Regions from separate parts of the Zea mays genome. Here region 2 is linked to region 1. The links are chromatin contacts, called in public Hi-C maps. All regions are on one chromosome and are shown on one strand. The core of a region is the stretch at or near the end of the contact, and the rest is flanking DNA. Distances in the headings are between cores, read along the strand shown. Region 1 holds the start of LOC100274229. Region 2 holds the start of LOC100281384.

Region 1 (3,945 bases), core at 901-3,400:
AAATAACAGCATCCTATGCAACATTGCAATTTGTGCAGCATGCAGCTATAAAAGAATAACTTACTCTTGCTATCACATTAAAATACGCAAAACAGAACATCACCAGTGCCCTCCTCCTAGAGTCATTTTGGTTGATACCATCCACAAGCTTCGCAGAGAATGGCACTAGAAAGGAGAATACATATTTAGAAAATTAACATTGTAGTGCAAATAGGTGTGCAAACATATAGGGAATGTTTGGTTTGAGGAATCACTCCATCCAAAATGAGGTGGTGCATCATAAATTTATTCCTTAAACTTGGTGGGATGACCATATTCCTCGTATTAGTACTAACTAACTGAGGAACGGTGGTGATGGATCAACTCATTCCATTCCACAAACCAAACAAAAAAATGAGAAGTGAAAAGATGATGGACCAACTCATTTCTCATACCAAACACCCTAATAAGGGCTAGTTTGGGAACCCTAATTTCCCATGGGATTTTCATTTTCCCAAGGAAAATTAGTTCATTTTCCCTTGGGAAAATAGAAATCCCTTGGGAAATTAGGGTTCCAAACTAGCCCTAATTGTTGAAAGCAACTGACTAGTAGCATCCTGGAGTTATATATCTAGCTTAACATTTGGTCTGCTTATAGATGTCATCAAAAGCATAAAGGTGAAGATGCAGGGCAGCAGAGATCAAAGAGCTTGTATGAATAAAAAAGGCTTACTTAGCAGATCTGCTTTTGGTGCTTCAAAGCTGTCCAATTCAATATTATGGCTGCTCCCATTGAAGTCTATGTAGACACAGGAACTGAAAGAATAACATTGATGAAAATTCAGCTGTGCTGAATAAAGTAATAATAAGAAAGATACCTAATATCAGAAAAATAAACAAGCCATGTTACAGACCCTATGTCAAATTTTAAGATGTTGTAAGAGCTCTCCTCACTGAGTAGACTAAGGAGGCCCTCACTCCGGGACCTGCAGGTAGCACCTGCCGAAGACAGTATTGCTGACACTCCATAACTAGCTTTACTAGCAGCTTCATGTTCCTTCAGAATAGTTTGCTTCAGGCTATCGGCAATAATTGGAACCTTAAGCACAGTACATAAAGATTAGTCGGCATCACCTTACTACCAATAGTAAGCAATGGAGCATGTTTATGCATGCAGGGTGACTGCAGAACAAGTTTACCTTTGAGTCTTTCAGGCGCAGAACATCACCAGTCATAGCAACACGAGGAGGTGTCTGTATTCAACAACAAGACTAAAGTGCTTGTACAAGCGATGCGAGAAAAGCAAACGAGCAACAAATTCAAAGGCATCAAGTTGAAATTCATAGAGAAGGACCTTCGATGGCTTCAATAAGCTCGCAACTCGGCCACGGATCGGACTGAATACTGCAAGAGACCCCCGCTCATCGATTATAATGTTCTATCAAACACAAGATTCCACACAAGCAACAAATTTTAATGCAGTTTGAACAGCAACTACTATTTACCGAACACCATAAGTAAATGAAGAATTAAGAGTTTTACAATGTTGTGCATGTCGTTCTCGGGGACAATCAAGTAGGGCGTGCCCTTATGGATCATGTAGTGCACCCTCGACGTGTAAATCTCATTCTTGCTGCCCAATAGCAGTATAGCACCCCCAACAAAAAAAAAAACAATCAGGACAAACAGCTCTTACCGTTGAGACCTTATGCGCACAAATACACAGATGAAATGATAAGATACGAGCGTACGCACCTTCCCTTGTTGTCAGCCTTGACAGTGTTGAGGTGGGCTTCCCAACCGGCGGCCAAGATGTTCTGCGAAACCAGGGGCGAGGGAAGTAAGAGAAAGAACAGCAGTAGCTAAGTGAGGTGCGAAACGGTCGCTGATATTGCTCGCGAGCAGTACCCGGCACTTGTGACTGACGGAGAGGGCGACCGATTTGACCTTCGCCACCGCCATGGCCACGCGCACCAACTGGTTTCCGCGGTGAGGGCTCCGCAAGACAGAGTGGCAGAGAGCACCCGGCGATTGGAAGAGCCAGCGCTGTATCCAACAAGTCAAACCCTCCAGAAGTCGGCCCCAGTTTCACCGCCGTCGATGGAGGTCTTCGTGAGTCACCAGCGACGTTAGAGGCGACCGGGAGAGGGGGGGAGAGGGCGGCTGGGAAGGGGAAGGACGAAGGATGCGCACTCGCAGTCGCAGACACAATGGGGCAGTGCGGCAGGATGAGTAGACGGCCAATGGGCCGATGGGCCAATGGGGTGCTAGACCTCCCTGCTGCTTGGACGCAAGGGCCCAGTTGCCTGTTGGTGCATAAGTTGCACACTTGCACCCCGTCCGACCGCGAACCGCTCGTGACTAGGGTGTAATCGGATGGGACACGAGCATTACTTGTTCCATATGCTTTCCCTATTTTCTCTTTAAATTTAGATTGAATATAGATATTATTAAATTATATCGGATAAAATTTCAATGCATATCAATATCTTATTTAACTTTGAGAATATGAATACTGATAAAGATCGGATATGGATCAGATACTAAGTACACATACTCGGATACGTATTGGATCTAAGCTCTTCTAGACGAATCGAATTCAAATACGAACGAATAATATTCTAACCATTTACACCTCTATTTGTGACTTGGTTGTCTTAGACTCTCGGTGCGATGCGTGGTCGTCAGTTCGTGAACGACTCTTTAGTCTGTGTCCAACAGTAAGGGCGATCTCAACTTAAAATTTAAGTGGAGGCGTCCGCTCAGGTATATATATATATATATATATATATATATATATATATATATATATATATATATATATATATATATATATATATATATATGGAAGAGGTAATGGAAGCCCTGGGCTTCCCCTACTAATGGAAGCCCCAGTCAGGACGCGGTCGACTCAGCACCCGCGTGCTTGCGTCAGCCATGCAGTCAACAGCCAAGATTCTAGGACGATAAGCGTAACGCAATATACGAATGCATATATATATGAATAAAGATGCGTAAAACATACATAAAGGAATCTTTTGAAGCCCGAATCACGTGGAACGAATATGACACTGTGGACAGCGTTTACGACTACATAATGACATGTACTTGACAGTATAAATCATGCAGTATGTGGTTCTGGTTCTGGCTCGGGCGGATTCCAGCGTAAACCGTGGGCTAAAACAGCGTAAATGAGTATGAAATTTAGCGTAAATCCTATATCTGTTTTGTAACAACAAATGGGGCCTAAAATTAAGCAGTCGATCGTGAGCGGGGTCCTGGCTCGGGCCGATTCCAGCGTAAAACGTGAGCTAAAATAACGTAAATGAGTACGAAATTTAGCGTAAATCCTATATCTGTTTTGTAACAGCAAACGGAGCCAAAAATTACGGCGTGAAAATCGCGTGCAGCCGACCGTGCGCGGGTTCTGGCTCGAATGATTTCAGCGTAAAACGTGAGCTAAAACAACGTAGATGAGTACGAAATTTAGTATAAAACACGCGCACAATCTCATTTCGCAAAGAGATTGCTGTAAAACACATCAAAAAGTGTCATAAATTTGGCGTAAAACGCAGTAAGACTGTTTTTAATGGAAGCATAAAATACAACAAGAAGTGTCGTAAAATTTAGTTTGAAAATGCATAAATCATGATGGTCTCATAGGGCACTTGTTTTGTTCACAGTATATCAAAATATAAAGCACAACGATATTTTGCCAATATTGTTGCAATCATACACGATTTATTTGACATGACAAAAAACAAGGAGCTAGCCCTATCTTCGGTACTTCAGACATTTGGAACCATTAGCCTTTAGCTAGGTCGTGGTCCGAAATTGAAGAATCGCTGCTCGGCTCTTATCAAAACAGATCTGTGTAAGCCTGTATAAATCATAAAGACACGTCAGAATAAGCCTAAGTAAATCCATGAACCTATATACCAGTTTAATCAACAGGGAAAATGGAGG
Region 2 (3,714 bases), core at 364-2,863, 240 kb after region 1:
CTACTCATCATCGATATATTGTCCTGTTCAAATATGAAATGATACGACGATGAATCCATGGTACATGTATAATCCCTTTGTCTATTCAGACCGGGGCACCTCCATTATATACCTTTTGATCCATTGATCATATGGTCATGGTCAAGAAAGATGCAATCTAAAACGGCCTTTATGCTTTGGAGCTCCATTGAATGATCACCCTATTGGTCTATTGGATTAAAAAGCTGGTGACTTGCATCGGACTTAGTTCTTACTTCGGAACAAGATGACTTGTGAGATCTAGTGTTTTCCGAAGATTGTTGGTAGTACATATGCTTTTGGTTCGTCAACCTTCACCAAAAGGCAGAGGGCATATGTCCCACTTTTCCGGTGGTGGGGCAGACGGTCCGTGCGTGCGTATAATCAGTTAGGGTTACGAGTTTCTTGCGAGATTTGTTTGCTAAATCTGCGGGATTAACTCGGAAACCGACTTGTAACGGGTCTAGACCTCACATTTATATAGATGAAGGGCTACGGTCGATTGAACCCCCAACTTCGATCAAATCAAATCTACCTATCGTTTTTACCTTATGCATTAGGAGTAGCTCTAGTTTAGCCCCCTCTACCTCAAATCTCTGTCTCTCTTCGGCTCTACGTCGACTAGAGGCATCTTAGATGGCATGCTGACACTAAAACACACTCTAGGATCTCTCCTCCCGATGGAGTCCCTCCCGAGAGGTAAGATCTAGATCTGTTGTGAAAAAGACCATGTGCGCCATTGAGCCCTAGGTGTGGACCATCCGGACATACGCAGATGAGGAGCTGATTCTGCACCAGATCGCAGACCGTTCATGCCTTCATAGAGAGCACTATCAGACGATCCGTTCTAGCGTTTGGCGTCTAGATCGGCGCCAACAGTAATTTCTTGCCTCACCATGCCCATCGAGGCCTTGACTTTGATGTCTATAGTGAGCTTGGCGCAGTTGATGCAGCCGAAGCACTCTTATACAAGGCAGTTAGAGTATTAAGTGCGGGTAGCCTAATCCACATAAGTCGTCGACGTGATTTCGCAGTAAAAAAAGTCGTCACTCCGTACCAACCACGCAACGTGTCCTGCATCTGCAATATTTTATTTTAAATAATTCTAGTACAGCAGTAGTTATCCCACGACCTAGGGAAACACCTCACCGCCGAGAAGGAGAAAAAAATCCAGCGAGCAAGAGAAGGATGGGTGGCAGTGGTACACCGATTAAAAAAAGCAAAAAACAAGGAGATCATCAGATCAAGCAGGGATGCGCGAGCGAGACTTGGGGGGCGAGCCCATCCACCCACGCCGGCCGCACCACCCCACCCGGCGGCCTTCAAGTCTGCATCTGCATTCTGCAGCCCAACGCCACCCGCACCGCTTGCTTTACCAGCAGTCCAGCACTGGCCGTCTGGCCCGGGCCGTCCCCGTCCGTTCCCCCTCGCCGATGCGAGTTGCTCCAGCCGTCACCGTCAAGTAACGGCCCCCCCACCCCACCCCACCCCGCGTCCAGGCTCCTTCTGGGGGAGGCCGCGGCTCACCGGGCTGGCTGCGCCCCCCCACCGGCGCCTCCTCTTTAACTCTCCTCGCCTCCGTTACCGTCTTCCCCCTTTCCACCTCCCCCCACCCCGCTGTGCTCATCCATCGACCGCGACGAGCCCCCGCCCGCCGATTCGACTACGTTTATTTTTTTTATTTCATTTGATTTGATTGCAAAGCACCGCAGCAGCAGGAGGAGGGGAAGGGAGGGATCGTTGGACCGTCGTTCGGCTGGATGGTGGAGGCGGTTCGTCGATTTGAGGGCACCGGGTTTCTTGGACCTGCGTAGGTACGTGCTCCTAGTTCGGTTGGATCTTAGATTTGGGTCCTGGATGGGGGTATTGATCCGGTTTTCCGCCTGATTTGAAAGGTAAAAAACACCAGCCCCATTTCCCTCTCGGCCGGCGGATGGACGCGAGGGAGGTGTGAAGCCTGGTCGCTAACTGATGCTCGTGGAGAGATTCGGAGGAGAGGAGCGCGCCGTGCGGAGGCGGTGGAGGAGGAAGCGCCGACGATTTGGACAGCGCAGCGACGGAAGGGGAGCAGCAGGCGGACGAGGAGCGAGCCGCCAGGAGGACGACGGCCGCCGCCGCCGCCGCCGCCATGGGCGAGTCGCTGCTCACCGCGCTCTCCATGGACACCGCCACAGCCCACCACCCGCACCAGGGCCCCTCCACCTTCCTCTCCATGGACACCGCCTCCCACGACGACTTCGACCTCTTCCTCCAGCCACAGGGGCCCTTCCGCCGCTGCCTACATGCCGCGGCGGTCGCCCCCCCTGACATCAACCTTCCCCTAGCCGCCGACCCGTCTCCGCCACCTCTGGCGTCGCTCGACGCCAACGTTGACATGCTAGATGTCGGCCTCGGCGGCTCGCAGCACTACGACTCGGATTCGCCCGCTGCCGCTGGGCCAGTCTCGGCCCCGGCAGCAGCAGCGACCACCATGGTCGCCGTGTCCCACACCAAGGGCTCCGGTTCCAGTGCTGCGCGCAAGTGTGTCAAGAGGAATGTTAGCATCTGGGGAGCGTGGTTCTTCTTCACCCACTACTTCAAGCCAGTCATGTCTGCGGACAAGGCTGGCAAAGCGAAGGCAGCCACCACCACCGGCGGGAACGGCAATAGCGCCACACTGGACGCTTTCCTGGTGCAGCACGACATGGAGAACATCTACATGTGGGTGTTTAAGGAGCGTCCGGAGAATGCCCTGGGGAAGATGCAGCTGAGGAGCTTCATGAATGGGCACTCACGCCTTGGGGAGCCACAGTTCCCATTCAGCGCAGACAAAGGGTTTGTGCGCTCACACCGGATGCAGCGCAAGCACTACCGTGGCCTCTCTAACCCACAGTGTCTTCATGGGATCGAAATCGTGAGGGCGCCAAATTTGGCGGGTGTACCTGAGGCTGATTTAAAGAGGTGGATGCAGCTCACTGGGAGGGACGCCAATTTCTCGGTCCCAACTGAGGCGAGTGATTTTGAGTCCTGGAGGAATCTGCCGAGCACAGACTTTGAGCTCGAGAGGCCAGCAACCGCGGCTCCTGCAAAGAGCAGTTCACATGGACACCACAAGAAGTTGCTGAACGGTTCTGGCCTTAACCTCTCGACGCAACCATCCAATCACAGTTCTGGGGATGGCATGGAGATCACAGCCACCTGTAACAAGCGCAGGAAGGATTCCTCACCGACCGCAATGGAAGAGGACTGCAGCAATTCGAATTCGGACAAGGCCCAAGACATGGATGTGATCCACACCTTCGAGCCATCATGGATGAATGACTTCTCAGGTGTGATGCGCCATGCTTCTGGACCAGTAACCGCTGCAAAAACAATATACGAGGACAGCAAGGGCTACTTGATCATCGTTAGCCTGCCTTTCGCTGATTTTCAGAAGGTGAAGGTTTCATGGAAGAACACTCTTACAAATGGGATCGTTAAGGTATCATGCACTAGCGTTGGTCGGATGCCACTCCTGAAAAGGCATGATCGGACTTTCAGGTTGGCGGATCCTGCTCCTGAGCATTGCCCGCCGGGAGAGTTTGTCCGGGAGATCCCACTCCCTACCCGAATCCCTGAAGACGCCACTCTGGAAGCGTACTGCGATGAAACAGGGACAGGGCTGGAGATTATTGTCCCGAAGTTCCGCGTTGGCCCTGAAGAACACGAAGTGCATGT

Evidence for each region. A called contact is a pair of places that touch in the nucleus more often than the background predicts.
Region 2: a Hi-C map of leaf shows a contact between it and region 1, with 4 times the contacts expected there. The contact joins the promoter of LOC100281384 here to the promoter of LOC100274229 in region 1. A contact is called at or near these places in 2 of 25 Hi-C or Micro-C datasets (ear and leaf).

The regions. Positions count from the first base shown.
Region 1 is chr1:41,032,129-41,036,073 of Zm-B73-REFERENCE-NAM-5.0, forward strand. LOC100274229 reads right to left here and starts at 2,151. Exons shown (of 9, transcript NM_001148600.1): 1 at 1,888-2,151; 2 at 1,735-1,796; 3 at 1,522-1,612; 4 at 1,334-1,417; 5 at 1,179-1,232; 6 at 894-1,078; 7 at 713-795; 8 at 65-165. The coding sequence starts at 1,941.
Region 2 is chr1:41,269,599-41,273,312 of Zm-B73-REFERENCE-NAM-5.0, forward strand. It overlaps LOC100281384, which reads left to right and starts at 1,614. Exons shown (of 3, transcript NM_001154302.2): 1 at 1,614-1,828; 2 at 1,914-3,714. The coding sequence starts at 2,147.